Regions from separate parts of the Mus musculus genome. Here regions 2, 3 and 4 are each linked to region 1. Evidence: chromatin contacts called from public HiCAR-type, HiChIP or PLAC-seq and promoter capture Hi-C data. All regions are on one chromosome and are shown on one strand. The core of a region is the stretch at or near the end of the contact, and the rest is flanking DNA. Distances in the headings are between cores, read along the strand shown. Region 1 holds the start of Ldhb (lactate dehydrogenase B). Region 2 has its middle 13 kb from the start of Gm30215. Region 3 overlaps Pde3a (phosphodiesterase 3A, cGMP inhibited). Region 4 has its middle 20 kb from the start of Aebp2.

Region 1 (2,972 bases), core at 442-2,941:
GAGCCACCTCGCCCGCTCAGGAGCACATTCTGCGTGATCACTTGCTGATGTTTGCAACCCTCTAGCAGTGTGCACATTGCCATTAGCAGGCATCCTGTCTTGTGTGTCTTGGTCCCTGCAGCACTACTCCTACATAGGAACATTCTCCGTACATAGTTTTAAAGGAGGAAACCCCAGCCTCTCTTTTGCTATTTCAGTTTACATTTGGGTTCGGTTTTATAACCCGCCTCACTCCCCGAGAACAATATACTTTAACTTTAGCCCTTGTTGCCTGCATGTTTCCTAAGCATTTACCTTGCAGATGGAAAGCTCTATTCTTTCCCTAAAATTCCCCCTAGCCACCCCTTCCCCTTCAGCTCCTGGTACTGATACTCTTTTTCACTGCTGGGATTCAAACCCCAAACACTAAGGCTGTACTCTACCCCAAAGTCCCATCCATAGCTGCCTGTCACATCTCTATCAAAGAGTCTCCTTTTCTTCAATTCCTACAATTCCTTCTACTCCCCAGTAATGTGATAGCTCTACCCAGACTCCCCCAAATTTTCAGTAAAATTGGGGCAGAGGGCAGCACCCAAAGAGCACAGTTATATTCACACTTACACCTTCAATGCTTGGCAGAGGGAAGTTCTATTTATAGAGTTAGTAGTCGTTGACAAGAGGTACACACTTAAAGAAAACAAAAGGCAAATTCTCACACAGCAACTCCAGTGAGCTTGCTAGATGGGGAAACAATTTTATCTTAAGAAAACACAACTGCCCTAAATTTTCACAACACTTCTGATTGCTTAATCCATGCTGGAATAAGGAACCGGGCACTGGGCTGGATGAGACAAAGAGCTAAGAATGTGGGAAGACAATTACAGGGCTGGGGATGCTACTCCCTGCTAAACTGTGAGCTCCTGGGTTCTATGCGAAGCGCTCTCTCTCTCTCTCTCTCTCTCTCTCTCTCTCTCTCTCTCACACACACACACACACACACACACTGTACCAGCTCAGCGACTCCTAGGGAAGTTACATCTTTCTTAGGGTTCTTATTTTTTCTCCCTGGGGCCAGGCTTTTTCTTGGGACCTTGCAGTTTCCTGGAGGAACTGTGAAAGGCAGAAATCAGGCACCTTCGATCTTGTTGGGCAGCTATTAGTTGAATTAGGTGTGGGGAGAGGGGGAGGGGCGGTTACTGTCTTATTGAAGGAACTTTAAATGACCAAAAATCTGTTCTCTTCTGGGTTAGTTTGTTTTTGTTTGTTTGAAACAGTCTTAATGGAGAGGCCTAGGCTGGTCTCAAACTCCTGACTTCCCTCAGGACTCAGCCTTACCAGTGCTGGGATAACAGGCGTGTATAAACCCCCACTTCTGAAAAGAGTTCAGAAGCTCCGAGGCCTTTTGGAGTGATGTATCAGTAGCATCTTAAGCAAGGCGACTGCTCTAAAGTGGAGCCGGAATGCAACCTAGACATAGGTTTCTATTAGCACAAGATGGAGACCGTACAGAAGGCCAGAGAGGCAGGTTTACGGAATAAGTGCCTCAGCGGAAGGTGACCTCTAACTTTAGAGAGCGGGGGAGAGCGCGTGCACACTCCAGCCTTGTCCTTGAAGGAGATTGAACGAGCCGAGGGGAGGGATAGACCCGTCTCGGGTTTCCAATCACAATGGAGAAAGCTAGGAGGCTGGAGCGCCGCGGCCCCGCCTCCTCCTCCTCCTTCTTGTAGAGCCGGAGTCTGCGATCCGCAGAGCAGCAGCCTGCTGACTTTGCAGTGGCTCCCCTGCCTCAGCGCGCCGCAGAGCCTCCTCTTTTCTGGTAGGTCTGAATCCAGGATCCCAAAACCTGACTTAACTGAACATCAGGGTGTGTGTTGTGGGAGTAGGGAGTGCAGAGGTGTTATTGTTTGGCAGAACAGGAGGAAGGAGCTACGTACGACACATCCACTCTTTGGGGCCTTTGTCCCTGAGCATTCATGCCCCTACCTATTTCTTCTTTGTGGTTTTGGGTGGCAAGCCGAGCGAGCAGAGGTGCGCAGCTGAGCTCCCGACTCGGTCTGCACCTTGGTACAGCCTGAGCACAGGGTGGTCTCGGGCCTGTGTGCTATCAATAGAAAGACTTGTAACGTAAGGTAAGTCAAACCTAGTCTCTTCAAGTCCTTGGCAGTTAGCACATCACCCATCAGCTGCGATGCAGCCTGGGGCGCAAGCCAGGGCAGCGCGCCCAGTGGCCGGGGAACCGAGCAAGGTCTAGGTGGGTCCCTGTGAAGGTTGGAAGGTCTTGCACCTGGTGATGGAGAACGGTCCCAGCTATTTTAGCAATGAGGATAAAGGAAAGTTCGGTCCGGAACACCAGGCTTCGTCCCCTCTCACGCTGCCCGCCCTGCAGCCGGGTACTTGCTGGGCCTCTTTAGATGCGCTAGGATTTTGTTTACTTCTTGTGCTAAGTGTGGAAGCCTAGGCTTTCCCCCTGGAGACCGTAATCGAGGTGTGCGCTGGTGTCTCCCTCGTGACCTGCTTTGCACAGGAGGAAAGGTGGCTTGGGTGTCACGGAACTGAACAAGCTCCGACAGCACCTGGGGTCGGGGGTAGGGTGAAGGATATGACTGGTTTTAATGGAGAAATTGGAGGCCATACCCGGGCATTAAGAGTTAACATAGGTGATTCTCTGCGGAGTCGTCCTTAGCCTCTGACCTAGACCACTGGTTCTTATCCACAGGAGATGGGAATGTGGGGGCACCCTGAGGCGAGGGTGTTTTTTCCTGTTCCTTTCTCTCTACAGTCAACTCCCTGATTTGACACAGGCTTGCTACAACGCAAACTATTTTCTTCTCATTCTCTATCACTGTGGGAGGTGGGGGTGGGAGGAGAATACACGCTGAACTTCAGTCTAGATATCTGCCTGTGCTTGCTGGATCTTCAACACTGCCGCTTTTGAAATTCCCCAAAGCGATTTAAAATGTTTTCAGGACAGCTTCAACGTTCCAGCGTTTCAG
Region 2 (3,362 bases), core at 109-2,608, 1.8 Mb after region 1:
ATGATGCTCTCGTGATCCATTCATTTATTTATTTACTTATTTATTTATTTTTATGTTTGAGTGAGAATCTTAATAGCCTAAGCTGGCCTTGAATTCAGAGACCCACCTGCTTCTGCCTCTGCCTCCCAAATGGTGGGTTTACCACCTCAGCCCATTATTAATTCTTAGAGCAAAGGGGTAAAATTAGGCCAGTTAACCTTTAATCCCAGCTCTGGGGAGACAAAGGCAGGTGGGTGGGTCTCCGTGAGGTTAAAGCTAGTGTGGTCTATGTGTTTGAAGAGAGAGGGAGGGGGTGGAAAGGAGGGATGGAGGAGGGGGTACAAAGTCATCTTGATCATTCCTCACCAAAATTCAGTCCTAAACAATCATGGCCAACAGCCTTAGTTCTGTAAATCTTTTTCATTCCCTCCCCTTGGGACAGTGGCTCATATAACCCAAAGCTGGTCTTCAACTAAAGGCCTGAAGCAGCTACACAGTTACAGTCCATATTCTCCTCCTCCAGTCAGAAGAGCCAGAACAGTGAGATCTTACCTATTCTAGTCCATTAAAAAACAAAACAAACCCGAAAAAACCCACCTGGTGCTGAGCAGCAGTCTCAACCCTGACTAGAGGCCAACATGTCCTTTGAAACAAAATCATGGTCCATACTTCCCAAGATGGAACGAATTTACCCCTCCATTTAATGTCATAACTTCCTTTAAAAAAACATAACTTGTTGTATGTGCATTCATGCTTTCCCAGCATGTAAATCTGTGTGAAGGAGTTACAGACAGCTGTGAGCTGCCATGTGGGTGTTAGGAATTGAACCTGAGTCCTCTGGAAGAGCAGTCAGTGCTTCCAACTGCTGAGCCATCTCTCCAGCCCCCAAATGTCCTTTTCTGTTACTGGTAAGTGCCCGAGTCCATGGTATAGCTCACGATTGGAAAGGCCTCTGGTCTACCTTCAGTTTCTGTAGAAGTCCTCTGACATGGTTCCCACAGATGGCTCCCATGTGCTCACACCCCTGAATGTAAAATGCACAGTGCAGGCCATGAGACAGGTGCTGAGAACAGAGCACCTCAGCTAGGAAGGCTGTCTAAGCATGCGGGCGTGTATACAGCGCCATTCAAAGATAGAGTCAGCCTCAGTACTGTTCTAGCCAGTGCTCTACCTTTGAGCCCAGCCCCTAGCAAATTACATTTCTAAAGACAGAATAGGGGAGGGGCTAGCCACTCAGCTTCTTTCTGTAACGCCTAACCCTTCCATTTCTGTGTGCATGTGAATTCATACAGCATTGAGTCACTCGATCATGGTGGTGCGTGCTGAGAAACGCATCATCAGGCAACTTCATCACTGTGATATCACCAGACACACTTATGAAACACATCACATGCAGCTCTCAGTGCATGTAAGTCACTGTATACAGGCAGTGGTATTGGGAAAAGCTTAGTCACTGTTGCTATTTTTCAGGAGGTTTTGTTTGGTTTGGTTTGGTTTTTTGTCTTATTGGGTTTTTTTGTTTGTTTGTTTTTGTTTTTGTAAACTAAATCTATGAATGATAGGTAAGATATTTGGTTTCTGGTTCTAACCAATTAAACCACCGAGAAATAACACTCTCTGGAAGCAAAGGCAGAGCCTGCCAGGTGCTGGTCACACTGAGATTTGCCCGCTTGCAAAGCTTCTCAGGGTCTGCCCAGGCACAGAGCCAATTTCCCTTGTCTCCAGAGTGAAAAGGGAAATGAGACACTGCATCAATGTCACACTTGTTGCCGGATAGGCTTTGAAGATAGTCCAGGAGTGGAGATACTGTCGGGATACTGTCAGCCGTACAGATTCCTAGCCAGTACGGGAAGAAACCAAGCCTCGCATACAGGCAACAGAACTCTGGCTGTTTCCCCCGGTCCTGAGCTCTGGGCTCCATTCCAACAGCTTCCAAGCTTCTTGTCTTTCCATAGGATACATATAACTAGGATTCTGGCACTAGAGATGCCACTCTTATTGCTAGAAAACTTCCCTTCTCCGCGGGGATAAAACTCAACCAACGCTCACATCCACCATGTGTTCTTACTGTACGGAGCCTGACTGCAGCCCCCATCTTTGACATCAAAGAGCAGAATTCCTGTGAATCCCTCGGGAATGGTGACAGTGGAGACACGTCCCAGACATCCAGAGTTGAAAGTCAGGAACACACTTTCCCACAGAAATAGTCAGCAGCTTCCCAGTGGAGTTCCCACAATCCCGTTAGCCCACAGCATTCTTGGAATACCCCAGACGTCCATGCAAGTCCCCTAACATGCTCTTGCTACTCCGTTCCCATCCTATCTTGCTTTCCCATCCTCTTCGGCACCCTTGATTCACATTTACGAATTCTCATGTGTTCAGTTCGCCAGACTCGGAAAACAGGCTCACCGGAGAGGCTGGCTCCAGCTCTGGCCTCCCAGCATCAGGCTGTGAGTGTGGGTATGGCCCAGAGCTCTTTCTTTGCCTTTAACATTCATGCCCACACTGTTCGCGGAAAACCTGAGGGCTCTTAGGCTGCATGAGGAGCGACCACAGATGGATTCACCTGTGTGGAAATGTGCTATGCCAATCAATTAACAAGAAGGAATGGATCTTTGCAAGGGTGGGAAACACTGCTTGCCTCAGGGTGAATGGTATCTGAATCCTCAGCGTCTCCCACAGAGGAGCTGATGGGTCTTGAAACACAAGCTGGCAGCTATGCAAGGGGTTGGCATCTACGAGTGTGGCTGGTCGGACTGCATGACGCATCACTGGGGCCTTGAAGGGTGAAGAGTGATCTAGAAACTTCAGCTTCACCTTCCCTTCCAGGGTCCTTGTCGGCCCCCAGGGAAACTCACCAGATTCCCTCAAAGTTCGTCCCTTGCTCCCCGAGAGGAGGACTGAGCACTAACATCCATGTGCAACCTCTCTTTCCCACACCCCCATGCCTGCTTTCCCCTGGGCAGCAGGTGGGAGGCCCCTGGTTTAACTTAAGGTTCTCAAGATTGAAATTCTGATTCCTGCAGCCCCAACTCCAACGTGTGTGTGTGTGTGTGTGTGTGTGTGTGTTAGAGAAGACTGAAAGAAGAAAGAGGAAACATCTTGTTTTCTCATATGCAGAATCTAGATTTCAACTTTATGTATATGGCTATGTTGCCTGCATGTGTTCCTCTGCATTAGGTTCATGCAGTGCCCACAGAGACCAGAAGAGGATACCAGAGCCCCTAAATCTGGAATTACAGATGGCTGTGAGCCACCAAGTGGGTGGTGGGAATTGAACCTGGGTCTTCTGCAAGAACTACAGGTGCTCTTAGCTACTAAACTATCTCTCTAGCCTCCAAAATATAGAATGAATATATACACACATACATACAAACACACAC
Region 3 (2,985 bases), core at 309-2,808, 1.0 Mb after region 1:
ACTGAATTGTAAGCGCAGGGACGCACCCTAACTCCTACCTCCAGATCCTGGTCTCCCTCCTCTCAGAACTTTCACTTTAGAAAGCCTCTGATTGGAAATCAGTTCTCTGATCCTTTGCAATATAGATAATATAGATAAATGTTCTAGCCTGGGGACCATCCCTTTGCAAGGTGATCATAGAGAGAAAAATGGTGATGTGACCATATATCCAATGTTCACATTAGATCTATAATTCTTTACTCCTAAAATGCTGTTAGAAATCTAATGTTAAATGGCCTTAAGGAAAGAAAAGAGCATGAAAAGATGCAAGGAAGGAAGAAGTTGCGGCCCATTCTCCATTACCAGGAAGGGAGGGAAGGAGGGAGGGAAGGAGGGAGGGAAGGAGGGAGGGAGGAGTGCGGCCCTAGCAGGCCAGGAGCTTCTAGGCGATTTTCTGTTCTCAACCACCCATTTCTTAGTTTCTGTGCTGAGATTATAAATGCTAAGCCTCACCACCACCATCTTTTCACATATTGGATTCTGGGATCAGTCTTATGTAGGGAACTTTTATGTGCTAGGCTATCCTAGTCCTAATTTGGTTCTTTTAATTGGTTTATTTGATAAAGGTGGCCTAGCCTGGCTTGCTGCCAGAGCACAGGCAATAACTCTGACAACAAGCTACTTCCTCAAAACAACAACAACAATCACTTAAATACGTCATGGCTAATATTGCTAACTTGACATGACCTAGGATCAGCAGAAAGGGCAAAGCTCTGGGCGTGTCAGTGAGGGAGCTTCCAGGTAGGAAAAATCCCTCCTAACTGTGGATGGTGCCATCCTGTGGGTGGGGGTCCCAGACTGAATAAAAAGGAGGAAGCTGGCAGGTTGGTGTCCTTGAGTTGATTTTTGTTAAGCACTTTTTGAAGGAATGGGGGCAGGGAGAAAAGTAACACAATATCCTACCTCAGTAAAGAAAGTACACGAGCATACTTTACTTTTAAAAGTAAAGGAAAATTATTTTCCTGGCCAAGCTCTCTACGCCAGTTTTGTTGTAACTGTCATGAATGTAAATGACTTGTTTGTATATGTGCGTGTGTATGGAAGCCCACTTGAGTGCGTGTATGGGCAGAGCCTGCAGAAGCAAGAAGAGGGCACTGCATTTCCTGAAACTGGGGTTACAAACAGTGCTTGCATTGTGGGTGCTGGGAACTGAACTTCGAAAGAACCTTAAATGCCATTTTTTTAGCCCCAGAATAGACTTTTTACTCAGAAGTTGGTTTGAATCACAGTAGTAGGAAACCCTCTACTGCTCACGGTGTGAGCACATTTTCAGGGAAGAAGATAACAAAAGCCCCATTTCCCCCCTTTTTCCCTTTCGAGGGGCAGGCCCCAGGAGAGCAGCTGTTCTCTGATGGCTGTTAAACATTAGCAATAAACCTCTCTGGAATTATGCTGAACCAAGTGACGTAGAAGAAAGTTTGTACCAAATAAATTTGCGTAGATTAGAATCTGCAGGTGGTCTGAAACTAGCCAGCGCTGGGAGCCAAATTATTCAGCACTGGAACCTTTTGAAAGGAGAACAAAGCGCCTTTCGTGGTGCAGACTCCAAGCACAGCTTAGTACTTCATTAGAAACCTCTTAGCTCGCCCCAGGAACCTTTCAGATTTAATTATGAGGTGGGATAAAAGCCCCCTCCCTCTGGACATCACACTGCAGCATTTTATTCTGTTTCCAGGGAGACCTCCAAGTTTTGCAAACTGCACAACTCACTCACCAGTGTCTATTTAATATTCCCCACCCCCACCCCCCACCCCCCCACCCCCGCCCCTGAAATCTAAGAACAGGCTAAATCAAAGTAAACATCCCGGCCATTATGAATTCTGTAATGAAAATTACAAAGACTTCAAAAGCAAGGGAGTAAAAAATGAAGAAACCTGGGTGCCTTCGCTGATTCTACCACCATGTCATGTTGCTTATGGTTGGCTGTCAATCTTATTTTCTCCTTTATTAAAATGAGGAAGTGCCTCACTAAATGTTATGACTCTGTTCTGTGGCTAGTGTTTAAGTCTGCTAATATCACTCCACTTTTATCATTTTGGAGGCCACAAAGGTGCTTCAGAGTCAGAATTTTGGGAGCTCAAGAAATGGACCAGTGGGTAAAGTGCTTTCTGCGCCAGTACAAGGACCTCGGCTTGATCTCCAGCATCCATGTGAAAGGATGAGCACACATCTTGTGACATGCCTCTGCAATCACAGATCTGGGGAGGTGGAAGCGGGTGGGTCTCTGGAGCTCACTGGCTACCAAGCCTAGCCAAATAAATGAACTTCAAGTTCGCAAGGAAAACCCTACCTCAAAAACTATAAGTGGACATTAACCCCTGGCCTCCACATGCACCTGTACCTTCATGCACACACATGTTCCTATACATATGCATACATGCATATACACTCAAACATGTACACCAACAGATCATACTTTTAAAGCTACAGTATCTGATTGTTGTGGCAGAGATGTTTTAAATTTCAGGGTATGGGGGCTAGTTAATTACTGAAAGCCATGTGTAACTGAATCCATAGAACTCTCAATGGATGCTCTACTAGACTTGACTAAAACAGAAAGAGCAAGGGAACAACCTATCAGTGTGGAGGTTAACATGCTAGTCCAGTATTTGGACAAAGCATTCTCCACTCAAGCTTAGATGAGCAAGCTAAGCCTGCTAAATAATGGTCTTGGAATAAATCCTTCAATTCCCCATGCCTGGGTATGTACACTACTAATGTCTTTGAGTTTAAATGGCAATCCATGAAGACTCTCATCAGAGGCTCAGTTGACAAACCTCTTTTATTATATTCCAGGGGCAAACTTCTCTTCATAAGCATAGCAGCAGGCTGACTGCTTGAATTGGAAATAAAGCAAAAGAGAAAAACTAAAAGATGAATAAATAACTCTTGAATCTCAAATCTCAGGCTCTAGGTCTGAATCCCAAAATCAATAATTTCCTTTTA
Region 4 (3,305 bases), core at 243-2,742, 1.9 Mb after region 1:
ACTGAAAGATCTACTGAATGCATAGCCAAATGTCACTAGGTTCCCCTAACACCCAGCTAACAACAATCCCATTGTGGCTTCCGCCTTTTAAATGTTCTACTCCTGTGCTTCAGTGCCAAGGGAAGAGCCTGCTCTGGGTTGCGGGCTAATAAAGCCCTCTGTGTCCCTCCTGAATGCTGGGGACGGAGGGACCTGCCATTGCCTGCTTTTGCTTGTAAATTGTATCTGCTTGAGACAGGAGCTCACACTGTAGCCCAGATTGGCCTGAAACTTGGGACGAAGCTTCTGATTTAGTTTCCTGGGCTCTAGGATTAGACGAGTGAGCCATCTTTTTTTATATCTAAACGTGTAAGTGAGGAGCTGATGAGGTGGCCCTGAGGTTTTAAAAGCCCTCAGTGCTCTCTTGGAGGGCTGGATTTTGGATCCTAGCACCCATGTCAAGCACAGAATGATACCTGGAACACCAGTCTCTAGTGGATCTGATGTCCTCTTCTGGATCTTGTAGGTGCCTGCACACATGTGGCACAGACACGCTTACATACATGTTTTAAATGAAATACACATTGGGACAAGCAAGTTATCTGTTTTCTCCATGGCTCTGAGTCCCTTGGTATTCTGTCTGGACTCCACTCCCTCAGTTACCTGGCAACATCCAGGTAGGCCTGGTCTACTATAAAAGGGGTTGCTTGCCTCTTCTCTCTCTCTTACTCTTGCTTTCTTGCCTCTTGCCCCCCTTGCTCCCCCTCTCATCATTCCCTTCCCCCTCTCTCCACCTGGTCATGGCCGGCCTCTACTTCTCTACTCTCTCCTTCTCTCTGCCTTTCTCTGCCTCTACTACCCTCTTATGTCCCCTCCCCATGCCCTGAATAAACTATTCTATACTGTATCATCTTGTGGCTGGTCCCTCAGGGGAAAGGATGCCTTGTCATGGGCCAGTGAGGCACTCCTTTCCCCCATACCCCCCGACTCCCATAGAACATATTCTTATATTTCTTTCTCTTTTTATGATTACAACGGAGCCCATGTCCAGTTAATAAGTCTTTGTCTGTGTTAGATGGCTGCTGGGAAGTGAGGGGTATTTGGAGTTTTAGAGCCAAGGTGTAACCCAAAAGTCCTGCCAGCCGATTCTGGAAAGCTATTCCCCACCCCCAAGTGTGTGTGTGTGTGTGTGTGTGTGTGTGTGTGTGTGTGTATGTATGTATGTGTGCTTGTGGGTCCACATAGTCTCTCCTCTGGGCTAGGCCAACTCTTAGCTTTCCTTTTCCTCCTTCTGAAGCATGGGACTGTGGGTGTGGGCTACCATGCACCATCCCAGAGCAGTCCCTCCAGCTGAAAGCTCTCCCGTTCAGCCTGTCTGCAAGGCTGAGCTTCACAAATGGATAATTTGTCATCCTTGCAGGCAAGATCCAGCAGGCAACAGAGAGAGCCAGGTTCGTGCATGGAGTATGTCAGGCAGGGTGGAGCCCCTGAGGGCTACAGAGTTTGTTAGAGAAAGTGGCTTTGGCCAGGCTCTCTTTAGAAACGCAGCCAGCCCATTATCCTCTCCTCTACCTGAGACATAGTAACAAGCAACAGAAAGCCAAGGTTTTGTCAATGCCAGCATTCTTCCCGCAGGAGCTAATCTCCCTTTTATTAAGCCGCTCCTGGGGGTCTGCTCAGGCTAAAATGGGAATGAAAGATTAACATTAAAAAAGAAACACAAGAGCCCCTTAAATGGCCCAGTGGGTGAAGCCTGGGAACCGACAGGTTGCCCTTTGACCTCTCCATTCACGTGCCACTCTTCCCCACCCCCCAAATGCCATCAAGATAGCTCAGTCTGTAAAGGCATCAGCCATCAAGTCTGATGATGGGAGTTCAATTCCTAGAACGCAGGGGATGGAAGGAGGGAAGAGAAACAGGAAACAGTTTTTTCAATAGTTTACCTAAAAGACATCGGAATCTCTGTAAGACAGAACCCGGGCGTTCTACATATTCATAACCTGTGTGTGTGTGTGTGTGTGTGTGTGTGTGTGTGTGTGTGTGTGTGTGCGTGTGAAAATGGGAAAGACATTCTGAAATGCCTTTCCTTCTCCACTGACCTACCACTCAATCAGTGGAGAACTCTGAGAAACTTCCGCTGGCCCTGTGGTTTCCTAACCCTGGAACTGTAGAGGTTGGGGTGCCCCTCAACTTCCAGACACATTCGTTTATTTTGAGACTTAGAAGACAATCTAAGTGGCTGGATATTAACCTGTTTTTATTTTGCTCTTCCTTCTCCTTCTTCCTCCTCTGCCTCTCCCTTCGTCCTCCTTCCTCCTCTTTCCTCTTTCTTAAGCTTGAGACAGGAGACAGTTTTTGTGTGTGTGTGTGTGTGTGTGTGTGTGTGTGTGTGTGTGTGTGTGTGACCCTGGCTGTTCTGAAACTATCTCTGTAGATGAGGCTGGCCTCGAACTCACATGAGATCCTCCTGCCTCTGCCTCCCCAGTGCTGGGATTAAAGACATAAACTACCATCTTCTGGTTCAATTTCTACTATCTAAAAAGATTTAGGTACGGGCAGTGGTGGAGCATGGGAGTTAGAGGCAGGCGGACTTCTGAGTTCAAGGACAGCCTGGTGTACAGAGTGAGTTCCAGGGATAGCCAGGGCTACACAGAGAAACCCTGTCTCAAAAAACAAAACAAGCAAACAAAGATTTAGGTAACGCCAGCAGATGGGATGATGGCATGGTCTGAGCTCCTCCTCCACATAACACAATTCATTTACAATTTCTTCGTGGCTCTGACTTGCTTCCCTCCTCAGAGCTGGAATTTGCACCACCATTCCTGCTGGGCTTTCTAAGCTTGTACCTATTCCTGAGAGCATAGAGCCTTATGCTTTCGGCCTACTGTAGAATTCTTCTTCCCTATGCTTTCGGCTTGCTGTGTTTCTACCTCTCCAAACCTGGAAAATCCTCCTTGTATCTGTAACAATTAAGAGGGAAAAGCATTCAGATGGTCTTTCCCATTCTCTCTCTCTCTCTCTCTCTCTCACACACACACACACACACACACACACACACACAAACACCCACACACACACAGGTAACGGGTATGTAGACCACTGGGTTCAGTCTTACAAATGTCTTTTGGGGGGCAAGGAGGCAAAGTGAGAAATACTGAGAAACTATCTCTCATGCGTATGCTGTCCTACTCTAGTGAAAAAGCTGGCTCTGGAGTTAGAATTTGGCCTGCCTGCTCCAGATCCAATCATGTTTGCTTGAAAATTCCTCCAGAGTATGTGTCCTGGGTGAGGCGGGCAGGCTGTGAGAGACCTCTGAGACCATTACC

Evidence for each region. Promoter capture Hi-C pulls out the DNA fragments that hold promoters and counts their contacts. HiCAR-type assays count read pairs that join an accessible place to other places. HiChIP or PLAC-seq counts read pairs in DNA pulled down with a chosen protein or histone mark.
Region 2: a HiCAR-type map of astrocytes shows a contact between it and region 1, with 4 times the contacts expected there. The contact joins the enhancer-like site here to the promoter of Ldhb in region 1. A contact is called at or near these places in 2 of 39 promoter capture datasets (embryonic stem cells and hippocampal neurons), 1 of 484 Hi-C or Micro-C datasets (CD4 T cells), 2 of 115 datasets of contacts at active chromatin or transcription factors (astrocytes and embryonic stem cells) and 1 of 9 other capture datasets (liver).
Region 3: a contact with region 1 is called in a promoter capture Hi-C map of stem cell-derived epiblast-like cells, with 6 times the contacts expected there. The contact joins the enhancer-like site here to the promoter of Ldhb in region 1. A contact is called at or near these places in 9 of 39 promoter capture datasets (the 3T3-L1 cell line, the C10 cell line, cranial neural crest and 5 more), 3 of 15 datasets of contacts at CTCF or cohesin (large pre-B cells, pro-B cells and stem cell-derived epiblast-like cells), 32 of 484 Hi-C or Micro-C datasets (the AML12 cell line, the AtT-20 cell line, B cells and 20 more), 7 of 115 datasets of contacts at active chromatin or transcription factors (astrocytes, bone marrow-derived dendritic cells, differentiating embryonic stem cells and 1 more) and 3 of 9 other capture datasets (adipose tissue, embryonic stem cells and liver).
Region 4: an H3K27ac HiChIP or PLAC-seq map of embryonic stem cells shows a contact between it and region 1, with 2.9 times the contacts expected there. The contact joins the enhancer-like site here to the promoter of Ldhb in region 1. A contact is called at or near these places in 8 of 39 promoter capture datasets (the 3T3-L1 cell line, 3T3-L1-derived adipocytes, embryonic stem cells and 4 more), 2 of 115 datasets of contacts at active chromatin or transcription factors (both in embryonic stem cells) and 1 of 9 other capture datasets (liver).

Annotation. Positions count from the first base shown.
Region 1 is chr6:142,506,676-142,509,647 of GRCm38.p6, reverse strand. It overlaps Ldhb (lactate dehydrogenase B), which reads left to right and starts at 1,691. Exons shown (of 8, transcript NM_008492.3): 1 at 1,691-1,795.
Region 2 is chr6:140,665,452-140,668,813 of GRCm38.p6, reverse strand. It overlaps a transcript of Aebp2 not described here. Among named protein-coding and RNA genes, the nearest start is that of Gm30215, 13 kb to the left of the region's middle. Within about 2 kb of position 1,358, at least 68 of the 459 cell types and tissues checked have an H3K27ac peak or open chromatin away from gene starts, as enhancers often do. A contact at or near this core is called in astrocytes, where this site is marked.
Region 3 is chr6:141,494,349-141,497,333 of GRCm38.p6, reverse strand. All of the region lies in intron 15 of Pde3a (phosphodiesterase 3A, cGMP inhibited), which reads right to left. Among named protein-coding and RNA genes, the nearest start is that of Slco1c1, 29 kb to the left of the region's middle. Within about 2 kb of position 1,558, at least 41 of the 459 cell types and tissues checked have an H3K27ac peak or open chromatin away from gene starts, as enhancers often do. A contact at or near this core is called in astrocytes, differentiating embryonic stem cells, embryonic stem cells and 3 more, where this site is marked.
Region 4 is chr6:140,601,853-140,605,157 of GRCm38.p6, reverse strand. No RefSeq gene overlaps it. Among named protein-coding and RNA genes, the nearest start is that of Aebp2, 20 kb to the left of the region's middle. Within about 2 kb of position 1,492, at least 21 of the 459 cell types and tissues checked have an H3K27ac peak or open chromatin away from gene starts, as enhancers often do. A contact at or near this core is called in embryonic stem cells, where this site is marked.